2 separate regions of the Mus musculus genome follow, and region 1 is linked to region 2. The links are chromatin contacts, called in public Hi-C maps. All regions are on one chromosome and are shown on one strand. Each heading gives the region's core, a stretch centred on a gene start, on an enhancer-like site or on the middle of the called end of the contact. The rest is flanking DNA. Distances are from core to core; before and after follow the strand shown. Region 1 has its middle 27 kb from the start of Gm35813. Region 2 has its middle 12 kb from the start of Gm37004.

Region 1 (7,357 bases), core at 4,698-7,197, 240 kb before region 2:
GGCCAAGCAGACAAGGCCTTTTGAGAAAAAGGGAGAAATAGAGAGTGAGGACACAATAATGACAGAAAGCACATGGTGTTTAAGAAATGGGAAAAATAAACAAACAAAAAGTAACTCCTGGCCTTGACTTCTAGAACCACTTTCAACTTCAGACGCTTGAATACCTGCTTCATGGTACATTTACATGCTACATTTTATTTTATTTTATTTTATTTTATTTTATTAGCTATCTTCAATGAGTTTTTGATGTTGAAGATACACTGCACTTCTAATCTGTAAGAGATTAGGGAGATGATGATTGCATGAATCACCTTCATATGCCTAAGTCACAAGTCATATATTGAGACCAAGTTAACATTTCCAAGAGGTTTTATGTTTTAAATTGAAAACGTATTTTTTAATGGAAGTTAAGTTTCCCAACAAAAGGAAATAGATTGACCTTGATGGCATTTGGCATGGTAGGTATAAACCTGTTCTACTTGAGTGTCTTTATACTGCCCCTTAGTTTTTGAAAATGCAATGGTCATATTTAACCAGATAATGTTTATTAACTCTGATATGAGTTTAGAATAAAATTAAGATTTTTTTCTTCTCAAATTGAGTATATAAATAGCAATGAAATCAAACAGGTGTATGATGAAATCACAGATTCCAGATTCTGCCCATGACCACAGGCTGCAGGGTGAAGACTGGGTGATGCTATATGATCAGCATGAATTCTTACTACCACATTCTTATCACCTTTGGCCATTTATTAGAAGACAACAGTGCATACAGCACCCTCAGGAAGGTTTAATGAAGGCTCATGAGTGGAGTGGCAAAAGACTACCCACGTGCATAGGACACAATGAGCAGTCGGTTTCAGAACACTGCATTTTATGATGAAAATGTGCTCACTGGTTGCTAATGAAATCCAATGATCATGACAGGATTCCCCCAACCATACTCAAACTCCAAGGTTATCCAAACGGAGTGTTTCCCATGAATTCTGACACCAGCAGGCATTTCTAAATGTCCCAGCCGCAAAAGTTCTAAGATGAAACTATTATAGCCAGCTCAACCAAATGAATGAGGAAGCAAAAAAGCACTTATTGCTGGTGACATTCCAGGGAACAGTTAAATTTGCTTTATGGCCTTCCATAATGAGAGTGGACAGCAGAGTACCAGTGTGTAATAAGGTGAGTTTAGTTTTATGTCCTGGGAACAATCTGCTTTAGCCTTATGGCTCAAGTCTTTAAACTGTTCCTGTTTTAAGTGATTACGAAGAATAGCTGTTAAGTGTCAGTAAAAAGCACAGGAGCCAATGGGTTTTGCTCGAATGCTTCTCTGGTTTCCCCTGCTACTCCCAGGACTGTTACATTAAACTTGCAGGGATTTTAGTGCAAGTGAGGATGTCACATGAAACAAATGCTTCCTCATTCCTTCAAGCAAGACCAACTGAAGCTTGTGACTAGCGGTGTTACTTCGTAGGGAGCACAGGAAACCATGGGGAAGCTTAATTGGCTCTTAGGAGAGAAGACATTTTGTGCTGTAACTATATTATTTTTAATTTGAAGTTGGCATACTGCAGTAGCTGGAAAGGACAGATAGAACCCATGAATTCTTAGATATTGCTCAACATACTTTTTTTTAAAATTCAGATTAAGTGAACCATTAAATAATAGTGGAAGTCTTATTTAGAAAAGGCAGCTATGTCCTATTGGTGTACAAATATGGTGTAGCCTCCAGCATGACTCTAGGAGTCCCTACTGCTGGTATCTGTGCCTGTGTAGGGTGCTGTTTACTAAATTTGGCTGACTGTGTAGCCCATTAATATTGAACAATTAAAAACGTGAGACTCCTAAGACCATGCAAGAATTCTTCTGGCTTCCTTCTTACTATATTGACTATTTTTCTAGGGGATCGAATAGCTGAACCATGAAAATTTGTCCAGCAGATAGGGCAGTGACCTGAGGAGCTAAGCCTTTTGTCAACTAGCAGCAAAAACCAAAACAAATCCCTGTTGCATCCATCCAGGTGGGGAAGCTGGTATCTTAACTGAAACCATACAAGGTACCCTGAGTCACAGTCACTTATTATGTTATGGGAAGTGCTTGGAAAATTCTATACCATCACAGACATGTTATAGAATATTGTATTTGTATTCACGTTTCAAGAAGGGTTGAAGACTTCTGATAAAGCAAAGACCAGATCCAGAGGAAATCTAGGACATGCTACAAACAGGTCAGTCTTAGATATGTGTTCTGAAGTTAAAGATTATAAATCCAAGAGGCTCATTCTTCCTCTTTCGCTTGTATTTAATCTAAGACTTGAAATTAATCTGAATTGCCAAACAGACAAACAATACAGTGTGATATATCAACACAATAGAATAATATCCAGCCATTGAATTCTTAGATTAGAAAATTTACATCCTAATTGTGTATGTATATTCACATACATGTGTGTGAGTGAGTGTGTGTGTGTGTGTGTGTGAGTGTGTGTGTGTGTGTGTGTGTGTGTGTGTGTGTGTATCTACGTGTTGAAGTCAGGGCACAATTTGAGGGAGTTGGTTCTCTCCTTCTACCACGCTGGAAGGTTCACAAAGCCACATGCAAGTCATTGGACTTGATGGGCAGATCCTTTCTCCACTGAGTGAGTCCCCTTATCAGCCCTGTAAGTCTTAGATCTGAAGAATGGGCTGCAATTACATGGAAGTGCAGCTGTCTCTTCAAGGCACTAGTTTCATGTCATATATACACCCAGGAGTAGAAACACTCAACAGTGTTTGAGTTTCTACATTTAAGTCTTGAGGACCTTCAATATGGTTTTGCAAACTGCCTACAGTGGTTTATATTCTTCACAACACCTAGTGTGCCTTTTTCTACATTCCCACTTTTACTAGCTCTTCTTACCAAGGTGGGTTCTGATGGAAATAAGGTGAAAGCTAATTGTAGTTTAGATTTTTATTGCCAACATTGGGCACTTTTGCATATAATCTATTGGGATTTTGTGTGTATTCTTTTTTATTCATTATGTATTTGTTTATTTATTTGTTACTTATTCATTTTACAGCCCATTCACTGCCTTCCTCCGGTCACCCCCCCCACAATCCTTCCCCCATTTCCCCTTCCCCTTCTCCTCTGAGTGGGCTGGACCACACCTGGGTATTCCCCTACCCTGGCACATCAGTCTCTGAGAGGCCAAGCACTTCCTCTCCCACTGAGACGGGACAAGGTATCCCAGCTCTAAAAACATATCTTTCCTATAGGCAACAGCCTTTGGGTTAGCCCCTGCTCCTCCAGTTGCTCAGCACCCACATGAAGACCAAGCTGCACATCTGCTACATATGTGCAGGGAGGCCTAGATCCAGCTCATGTACGTTCTTCAGTTGGTGGTTCAGACCCTAAGAGCCCCAAGAGTCCAGGCTAGTTGACTCTGTTGTTCTTCCATGGAGTTCCTATCCCCTTCAGGGGACGCACTCATTCCTGCTATTCTTTCTGTTTCCTTTTTATGAAATGTCTGTTAAATCCTTTGCCCACTTTGAATCATGCTTGCATTTTTGCCATTGTATGATTTAATTGCCTCAAATATTCTCATAACCTCTTTCCAGATGTGTATTTTTCAAATATTTCCCTCAAAGCTGTATCGCCCTGTTCATTGTTTGCTTAGTGCGCAGAAGCTTTTCAGTCTCCTACAAATCCAATGTCTGGTTTTTCTTTTTTCTTTTTTTCTAAAAGCCTGTCTTCTTGCTAGTTACCTTTCTCCCATGAGCAGAAGCACATTGCTTTAAGTCGCTCCATGGTGACACTACTCTGCTTTGTTCCCTCACTCAGATTTCTTGGGACATTTTGTTGGTATCTCCTGCCTTTTAGGGAGGAAGGAACATCTAATAAGAGCAAGGTCAGTGGGTGAGCAAAGTTCAGACCATTGTGTGCATTTACTGCCATAGGCTCACTCACCTTCTTTGCTTACATTCCACTCCTTCTCCATCATCAATGAAAGTTTCTTATTAGGTTTTATATGTGAAGGCCAAGAACGTAGCCTCTGCTCAGCCAGAACTCCCATAATTACCCCTGTGCCAGCTGCCCCCAGATCAATGCTAAAATTACATGTCCCAGGATCTAACTACAGACTGCACCACAGTGCTTTTTAATTTTCCCTAGAATTCCTTTCAAATAACTAAGGGGATAATCATCACATCACTGCCCTGTTAATTTCCTTCCTTAGTAAGGGACTTCGACAGCACTTCCTTCTCAACAGAACAGGGTCTTTTTTTACTCAGTCAATTCCCAGGTTGCTTGAATTCCTGGGGAATAGCAAAGCTACTTATATCTCTTCACTCCCATTACAAGAGGCTCCTTGAGTCGTTCCCACCAACAGTTAATGGGATGATACTAACCATGGACATATTTGCCATGCCATAAATTTAGTAGCTACCTAATTTTGTGGACACCTAAAATTGCAGCTATTCCTTGTTGATTCTTAGTTGTGAAACATACTGACTTATGACTAGAACATACACAACATGGCTGACAGCCATTCTTGGTAGAGACAGAAGTAAAATATACCAGAAACTGACTCCAAGTTCTATAGTCCTAAACACCATCAGGGAATCTCCACTGTTCAGCAGGCAGTCACTCTACTGTTAAGGAAGGAATTTGGACTAAGCCATGCAGGTCACTTTAGCTTTCTAGGCCCATATAATAACCATGAGCCATTGGAATGCCTTAAAGTTCTGTGGGTCCTTGTTATTCTGAGCACACCAATGGCTCCATATTCTTTCTTTCTCTCTGTTTTGTTCATTGTCTTTGGTCATGTCTGTTTATTTACTTTTTTTTTTTTTTTACAGTCCCCATCTTTCCCTTCTTCACCTTGAAATATATGTTTGGGAAAAGGGATGTGATAAAAATGAGCTACTTCATGATGAACACTCTGCCTCACAAATTAGAAAGTAGACCCTAAAACAGCCTTTAAAGAAAGCAGATTCCCACATATCTTTATTCTTCTGGAATGTTCTGTCAATTCTTTGGGTTTGTGATTGCTGTTGCTGCTATTTTATTTCCTTAGGTCTGACCCATAACGTGTGCTCCTGCAAAACATGCATCTCTGTGCCTTGTTGCCGTCCACAGCACCAGCATCTACATTGGGCTAAAATAGTAATTGTGGTTCCTTATACCATCCTGTATGCCTAATGTGCTAAATTTATTGTGTAAAAGTCTCAAGGAGACCTGCTTTTGAGGAAATCATGCCTCAAAGGCATTGGAACCGTTTAGAAACAGAAATGGTTTTGAAAATACTTGATGTACTCATACTAAGTTGTCTCCAAAGCAATATGAGGCAGCAAATCAGGAGCAAAGAAACCATTCCTAGACAGGAGTGTCTATCAAACCTCTAAATAGTTCCCAGCTGGGTGGCATGCCAGATGACTGGTTAAACAAAGTTATCAAGAATTGAACTGGAGAATACTTCTGGGTATAATTGTACTTTTCATTTGTGTCAGAGATAAGGTCAAAATCTTAGGGGCTCTTATCCTAATGACCATGCCCTCTTCCCTTGTACATATGCTTTATTCATTTAGAGACTATAAATACACACTTATGTATATAACATTGAATTTTAATTGGATCTCTTTCTGAAAGAAATGTTAAAAAGAATTGGAGGAAATTTATATGTAGCTTTTAAAAATTAAAGTTCATGACTTCAGGGCTGGCTCTACTTTGTAATTTGGTTTAAAGGGAAGAACTGACTCTTTAATCGCAATGATTGAATTAAACGTCTATATTTAACTGGTATTTTGAAACGATTGCTCTTTCATTAACCAAAATGTTTTACAAGGCCTTTTGAGAAATAAAAATTCAAAAGACTGAAAGGATTTCCCAAAGTTCATTATTACACCCTCTCACATAAACACAAGCATTCGAAGCATAGGGCTGTAGAGGTGACTCAGCAGAATTCAGGTCCAGCACTCATGTAGCAATCTAGGTTTCCTGCCCATGCCTGAAACCCCTATACTGGAGGTATGAAAACGGGCTCACTAGAGCTGGCTGGCTTCCAGTGTAGCCAAGAAACTGTCAATCTCAGGCTCCGAGAGAGGTGACTTTATCAAAGGATGGGTAGAGACTTTATAAAGGAGGACATCCCATGCCTTCTGTGGGCCTCATAACCCTTCAGCAGATGTTCACATCCCACATAGATATGCACATACATACACATATAAATAAATAAATCTTTAAAATTTAAATTATGACTCACTGGGGAAAAACATGTTTAATTGAAGTTTTTGTCTTTCTACACAAAATTATCCCGAACTCGTTTATAAATATGATGTGCAAAGGAAGTGCTTTAGTCATCAGTATTTGATGATGTGAGAATATAAAACATATGTTGTGATGCTGTTAGCAGCACACTGACACTAGTCAATCAATGGCTTCACTTTTATAACTAAAGTTTTAACTTGAAAACTGTTAAAAGCAAAAGTTTAGAACTAATCTTTGAAAAGTTACTTAACTATTTAATTGATCTAAGTGGATCAAGAAACTCTTGCTAACTGTGAAAGGAATTTGAAGTTGAGATAGATGACTAGAGAAATTTAGTAGTTTAATTCCCATCTAATACTTTAAATGGAAGTAACAACTCTCTGTAGGTTTCAGTACATAAATTTCACTTACCATAAAACTCATTATTTTTTAGTTTTAATTTTAAAGATTATTCATACTTAATAAAACGAGTAATTTAACAAACAAAGGAAGGAAAGAAAATCCTCGAGTGAAACCATGAAGAAAAAATGTAATCATTTGGGACTGGGGAGGTGGATCTGTCTGCAAAGTCCTTTTCAAGAAGCCATGAGATCCTGAGATGAATCCCCAGATCTTGTGTAAAAAAAATCAAGTATGGTGGCACACAACTACTATTAACATGGAAGGTCCCCAACCCTTGACAAAGAACAACAGGCAACTAAGACATGTGGAGATTGAGAGGAACTAACTCCCTGGGAAGAACTGCCAATTGTTATCAATACCAAATGGCCAGCCCTCAAATCATAAATCATATGCATACCTGTACTAATATATGGACTGAGTGGATTCTACTTATATATATTTAAGGTTCTACTTGTGTGTGTGTGTGTGTGTGTGTGTGTGTGTGTGTGTGTGTGTGTGATTTAAAAAAATGTAGATATACTGGCACATACCTATAATCCCAGCATTCCTACCCGGAGATGAAAAATACAGAGAGAGGAATTAGCATTAATCTTTCCAATGTCCTTTTCCTTCCTTCCTTCCTTCCTTCCTTCCTTCCTTTCTTTCTTTCTTTCTTTCTTTCTTTCTTTCTTTCTTTCTCTCTTTCTTTTTTTTTTTTTTGGCTTTTTTGTTTGTTT
Region 2 (7,105 bases), core at 522-3,021:
CAGGGGTTGATATGCTTGGGAATAAACCCAGCATTATCACAGGGGTAGGCAGATGGCACACGTTCCCTTAATTCAAAGCTTCACTTTTGTAAATAACAATGGAAATTGAACAACTGGCACATTCCGAGATTTGCAGGCTATATTAAGAGTTCTCAGAAAAACGAACCTTCTCAGCCATTTCTGTCTTTGGAACATTTAAATATACACTACCCTGAAGGACTATTGACTCATGGTTCCCACTCATGTTATATAGATCTGTTCCAACAGGCTGGAGCCAGCAAGAAGAACCTTATGTGGATGGATACATACATACATACATACATACATACATAGAAACATAGATAGATACATAGATAGATATAGAGGTGATACAGAGATAGACATGTGACATAGATTTGTTCCCATGAAGGCTGTAGCCAGCAGGAGAGACCTTATCTAAATATCTCTATATAGACATCTAAATATGAATATCTCTAACAAATATCTACATAGATAAATAGATTGATAGAGACATCTAGGTAGATATAGATATATATGTGCTAAGTGTAGAGTGATGCATATTAAATGAGTGAATAATTTTAGTAGGTCTTGGATGGCATATAACCAGGTTCCAGATACAGCTCTGGAGTTGAGGAGAGGAAAAAAAAGGATGGGCCAGGAAACAGAAGTTGAGATACAGCACATGAAGGGATTCTCAGGCTAGTGACAGAAAGCTACACAACAGCTATAGAGTTAATTTTTCAATGTTTCCCTTGCTTTGTTCCTTTATAAGGTAAACTAGCTTTGCATTCTGCCATTGGCAGCCTCTTTAAAATACTATCGTGAAAGTAGGTGAAAACTGGGTTGTTCCTGAAGCTTTCGCAACCATTTCACCAAGTACCGAGTCTGTAACCAGATTACTAATAAGTAAGCTAGATGCAAATACTTTACAACAGATGCAGTAAGCTTTTAACTACATTATATTTGTCAGGAAAGTTACAAAGGCATACACATTCTATTTACAGAGAGTCATATACATATGAACAGCACAGGTAACTATATGGTTTGAAATAGACTGTCGATGTGATGATGTCTCGGGCTCATGTTTAATCTATTAACTACCTACCTATTATATAATTACTGAGAGAATTATGCTTTGATTCTGCTCAAAGCAGGGACTCCTGCAGGAGCCTAAGAGCTTCTTATGTGTAGAGTATTTAAAACAGAATGAAATTAGCAATCTGTAACTTAAAATTATACATAACATTTAGCTTCATTTAAAATTAAAGCAGTAGAAGGAACAGATTTTCATGGCATTTCCATTATGCAGAGAGGTAAACAACAAATAAATATGGCACATATGAATATGAAAATCACAGCACGGTAATTGCTGTACTCCATCAGCGTGTGCAATATTAAATCCTCAAATAAACACTTACTTAACCTCATCCTCACACATGCCTATTGCTTTTATCAGAAGGAGAACCACCTGAAACATTCAAACTAACACCCCATCCCCCAATGAGGTACAAAGTCAACGGGAATCACTGCTGTTCCTGAGAGATTTCAGTTGTGCTCCTCCACTGGCTCCAGTAGTGCCAGTATTTCTAAGAGACAGGGACAGGAGAAGAAATGTGGAAGTCAGTTTGAAAAATTCAGCCCTCCTGAGACTGTCTTTTATGTCACATCCTAACTCCACTGCTGATTCTTAAAGCCTTGTGAGGATCATTAACATTGCAGCCATGCCAGGAACCTCTGCCTTCTGGCTGAGACCACACTCCAGCTCTCTCTTTCTCTAGCAGAGAGCAGAAACTCTTTTTGTATACCCTTAATAATAGCTAACGTCTGTCTCATGCTCTGGGCCCGAGCTTGCCCTAAATTTAACCCTCAGCAATGGTTCTCTGTTTTACTCACAGCCACGACCTGACTCATTTATGAAGAGACCTCTGCTACCCTGGAGTTTTTCAACAGGCAAGGGTTAAAAGGTCAACCACGGTGTCGTTTCTGTCTTTATGAATAACAACTGTCAGAATTCAGTTATGCAGAGTAACACGCTGAAGATATCTTATCATTTTACACAGTATGACCAATGGTTCAGATGTGTGGTTTGTGTGCACATGAGACTATGTCTCCTAGCAGGGGACATCAGCGACTTTATCAGAAGCTAGGAACCAGAACATGCATTGATTCAATTCAACTTTAAAACAGAAACCAAAGACGTATGAAATCCAAAGGAAGGAAAACTGCTTTGTTCCAAATAAATACCTTTCAAGTTTACCAATATTCATTGTCCCAGTGATGAAATTAATACATCTTTGCTGCTCTAAACTTAAATTTGACTGGATGGGTAAATTCAAGCCTGAGGCTTTCATGCCATTATCAGAGGCTCTGTCAGTGAGTGCTTTAACCTAATTACATTTGATGCAGCAAATCAAGAAAACCACTGCTGGTTATGACCTCTGCCAAGAGCACTCATGAGCTAGACAAATGGAGCTTAAGATGTTATTAGTTGTTCGTTGCAAAGTTCCAGATCCTGCCCGACAGGAGGCTGCCGCCTGATGTGGGCACGGACCCTCCAGATGGCATTCTGCATTGGCTTGTGGCAAGGCTCTCGGGGACGCTGGCACATTTTCTGCGTCAAAATGAAAGTTTTCCAATTACAAGGAGATAATGTGAGGAGATGCAAACTTAATCTCTTGAACAAAAGGTTGCAAGCTGTGTAATAGCCATTTCAGGGGAGAGATTTCACTACAGTTCAATTGATTTAAACGTCGTAGATCACAAAATGGGCTATCTTTCCTAATAAAACTGAGGACGCAGCTGCAGTAGATTCTACCTCATGGAGCAGGGTGCCAATGGGCTCATCATCTTAGGGACTGCTTCTCTTAACTCCGTGTTTTGTTGAATGCAAGTCGGTGATTATTTTTGCCTTCCCTTATGTGTGAATGAATAACAAGAAACCATCTCCTTTTAGTTAGACAGCAAATGTCTTAAATGAAGCCTTCCAGGTGTAACAGTTTAACAATGTTACTACATAGCAGATCATAGAGTTTCACCAGGGCATATTAAGTGGTAAGAAAGCCTTATTACTATCCAAACCTTTCAGATAGTTTAGCTAAAATGTTAATCTTTCTTTTTTTCTTTTTTACTAAGTCAGGCAACCCTGATGCAAATGGGGTGATATGCCTCAACACTGGTCCCCAAAGAAATGACTCATAGAAGCTTTTAAGCGGGAACTTGCTTGCAAGAGCGCCTCTCAGGAAAACACATGCACTTGACAATTGACAGGAACATGCTGTCGCAGAGCAAGAAAGAATCATATAGCCATCCCCACAAACCACATAGAGACACCGCCAAACAGGAGAAGGAATCCACACCCTGTCTGCACAGAACATTTGCAGAGTGGGGTGTGGAGCGTGGGGGAGAGGGGCTGAGCACACAGCCTTGCATTTAGCTGGTTTTCAAGAGTTTAAAATGCTAAGCTTAGCATGTAGCTCTATAAGCAAATGCCCTTCAATGTCACAGGATTCTTTTCTTCTGTGATTTAAGAAGAATTTACTGATACAAACATTCACAGCCCAGATTTCCATGCATTCCCCACAGAGAAAACATATACTTCCCAAAATCAAAAATTATGCAGTGCACGCATAGAAAAGTACTTTTGTCACAAATTCCAAGATATTAAAAATACATTTTATACATTGAGATGATGATGGATGATACAGGTTTGTATGAATCTCTGAACTGCAGTGGATCGGGCTAACCAGAGTAAGTAGCTGCCTTTTGTCATTGTAGGAGATCGCTAGGGAACTACTATTTCTTCATAAAATTCAGTCAACTAAATAAAGCAAGATTATAAATTCTAAGTGGTCTCAACTGCAACATCGTAGGTTCTGTAAATCAGTCAAGAATATAAGCAAGCACTTAAAATCACTCAGGAAACCTAACAGATGCCTACTGAAGAGTTAATCCGTGCAAGCAATGAGCATTCTAAAAACAGTCTCACCATCAACATAAAGTGGTCCACGGCAGCTGCTATAAAAGCCCAACATCAGTGTTATGTTGGCTCAACTACTAAGCAGCGACCACAGTGATGTCCCTTAGGAGGCATTTGAGGGCCCAAGTGTACAGCAATTTAAAAACTAAGCAGGAAATCAAAACTAATACCTAGTCTGTTTACAAAATATTTCTCCCTGTGTGCTTGTACCACCATCTAGTGGTTACATAGCTCTCAACCTGATCATTAATAGGAAAGTAATCTGGAAGAAGAGGAAAGGAAAGAAGAAAGAGGGATAGAAAAAAGAAAACAGGAGAAAAATGAAAAAGAAAACAGGGAGAGAAAAGAAGAATATAAAAAACAAAACTACATATACATATAATTTCCAGATCATAAAAAAGGAAATGCAGAAAACCCATGGCTAATACCAGTTAAAATGAAGATGTTATTTTGAATCATTTGCATGGTGTATTTCTATAGATATGATAATTTTACAATCGACATAACAAATGTCTGGATTTTAAAATACAGCTGAATTTGTAAGGACTTATCTCACAACTTAGAACCTGCAGGAATGTTTGCCTGTGTGTCTACAGATATGAACACAAGATCATATGGTTGTTTGAATACCGTCATTGTTGGTAAGTAGAGCTCTTTACATAAAGCATGGTATATTCATAGAGTAAGGCACCAAGCTGGCCTTTATGGTTAATACAGAACCATCTCTGTTAGTTATTGGAGGAAAAGCAGTTACATGGAATGATGTGTTTTCCAGTTTATCACTTCTATAGATCATATATAATGTACATGTGTACCATGACAGGAAAGACCCAGGGGTCTAAATGAGTTGGAAGGCAAAGATGAAAAGAGATACACTATAGCTTAAATTATATGAATGCATTAGGTATTCAAGACTAAATGTATTTTAAATCTAGAATATCTGCATGATTAAAAGAAATCGCCACCTGTGGCAGTTTTAAGACAATAAAATCTCACTGGCAGTTTTCCATAGGAAGAAGCATATGGAATATTTTTATATAAGTGTACATTTATTATAAAATGACAAAGATTGAAGCTTCACTTTTTCCAGAGAAACAGAAATTCAGGGGTCTGGAAACATGGCTGAACAGTTAAGAGCACTTGCTGTTCTTGCAGAGGATCTGATTCAGTTCCCAGCACATACATAGCAAGCAGCTCACAGACATGAGTAAGTACAGTTCCAGGAGATCTAACACCCAACTCTGGCCTCTACAGGTACCAGGCATGCACGTGGTGCACAGACACACATGTAGGCAAAACTCTCATACACATAAAATAAAACAAATAACTTTTTAAAAGAAGACATTCAGTAATCCAAAGGAGCAAGGTTATCTGTAAATGCCATAGAACCAGGTGATGAAAAATTGAAACTATGTTACCCCCAGTCTTGATGTGGAGAGCCTGGCCGAGGCACATTTGTGTGAGGAGATTCAAGGTGTTAGGACTTCAGTTCCTGGCTACAATGATTAGGACCGGGAAGGGAGGGCACTGGGACAGCAACAGCTAGCAAGCCAGTGACTAAAGGTAGGATTGGGCTCCATGAATTAAAAACAATAAAAAGAGACCATGGCATGAGGAGGAAGACCTTTTTGGGGGTAGAAAGATACGGGGAAGATTAAAGGAGGACATGGGGTGGAAATGCTCAAACTATACTGTGAAAAGGGACTAGAAAGATGGCCCAGGTGTTAAGAGCATTGGCTGCTTTTGCAGAACCTGATTTCAGTTCCTAGAACCCACATGGCAGCTAATACCATGGATCAAGCAAGTTACAAGGGATTCAACACTATTTATTTTAACCTCAAACATAAAAAGGGTTCTTGTGGTGCACATACATACAGGCAAAACACTAACCTCAGACACATAAAATAAATATATACAAAATAATAATGATAATAAGCAGAAAGGGTGGGATCGGTTATGAGACAGAAGCAGCAGAGATTTGTAGAAGGAGGTGTTCAACGGTTGGTTCAAGGATGCGATCAACATGGGTGTGGTTTGCCTTTCACAAAGGACTTTAGGTCAGATCTTCTAAAGGCCTGTGTGTGCTTCCATAGCCACAGCGAACTAAAGACACTGGCAAGAGGAGAGCCATGGAAGACCTCCGTGTGTTTTTCATTCATGAAGTAGAAATGCTTAATTGTATATACTATCCTTTCTTTATGGTCCAGGCACTCCTGTCATCATCATGGAGGCTTTATGCCATGAACATTGTGAAAAGTCCTAGAGAAGACTGTGAGAACTGTGAGAACTGTGAGAACTGTGAGAACTGTGAGAACTGTGAGAACTGTGAGAACTGTGAGAACTGGGAGAACTGGGAGAACTGGGAGAACTGTGAGAACTGTGAGAACTGTGAGAACTGTGAGAACTGTGAGAACTGTGTGAGAACTGTGAGAACTGTGAGAACTGTGAGAACTGGGAGAACTGGGAGAACTGGGAGAACTGGGAAGGCTAGTTTCAGACAGAAGAAAGAGAGCTGTTCTCCAGTCTTAGTTCCCAGATGATGAAGAACATTCTACTGCCAAGAGACTTACTTTCTCCTTCTATTTCTTTCTTCTTTCACTAAGATCATGATATACCACACCATTTTTCAGGCGCTAATTTCCGTAAATATTTCTCAAGTAAATATGTAAACTAATCTCAGAACCTACAAAAAAGAGAGTTGTTGGAGACTTGGCATCAGAGGTAAGCATATCCATAGACAGGTTACAAGCCTAGTATCAGATCACCGAAGAGGAGCATAAACTAAAGTGAGTAGGTTTTCCTTGGGCAAAGCTGTAAGGAAGAGCATGCTAGCAGGGCAACAGAGTGAGGGCTTTGCCTGAGGTTGGTCCAGCTGCACAGCTTTGCTTGGCACTTGGCTGGCACACACTAGCAGAAGAGCTGGCACATTTCTGTATCAAATTTATACACTATGTTCAACAGGACTTTTTTTTTCAATCAAACTTCTCACTTCAAGAGCTTTTTATATATTTGCATCCATTTTTAGGAAATTAGATTCTGTAAACACCACACCCACTTTCTCTCAACAAGTAGCATCTTCACGAAATTAGAGTGCAACATTACCACTAGGGTGGAGGCGGAGGACAAGAT

Evidence for each region. Hi-C and Micro-C count contacts between places; a contact is called where the count stands out from the background.
Region 1: a contact with region 2 is called in a Hi-C map of the G1E-ER4 cell line, with 2.8 times the contacts expected there. The contact joins two enhancer-like sites. A contact is called at or near these places in 3 of 15 datasets of contacts at CTCF or cohesin (the G1E-ER4 cell line, large pre-B cells and pro-B cells), 9 of 484 Hi-C or Micro-C datasets (B cells, CD4 T cells, the G1E-ER4 cell line and 3 more) and 1 of 115 datasets of contacts at active chromatin or transcription factors (large pre-B cells).

The regions. Positions count from the first base shown.
Region 1 is chr2:79,200,456-79,207,812 of GRCm38.p6, reverse strand. No RefSeq gene overlaps it. Among named protein-coding and RNA genes, the nearest start is that of Gm35813, 27 kb to the left of the region's middle. Within about 2 kb of position 5,947, at least 5 of the 459 cell types and tissues checked have an H3K27ac peak or open chromatin away from gene starts, as enhancers often do. A contact at or near this core is called in the G1E-ER4 cell line, where this site is marked.
Region 2 is chr2:78,956,652-78,963,756 of GRCm38.p6, reverse strand. No RefSeq gene overlaps it. Among named protein-coding and RNA genes, the nearest start is that of Gm37004, 12 kb to the left of the region's middle. Within about 2 kb of position 1,771, at least 42 of the 459 cell types and tissues checked have an H3K27ac peak or open chromatin away from gene starts, as enhancers often do. A contact at or near this core is called in the G1E-ER4 cell line, where this site is marked.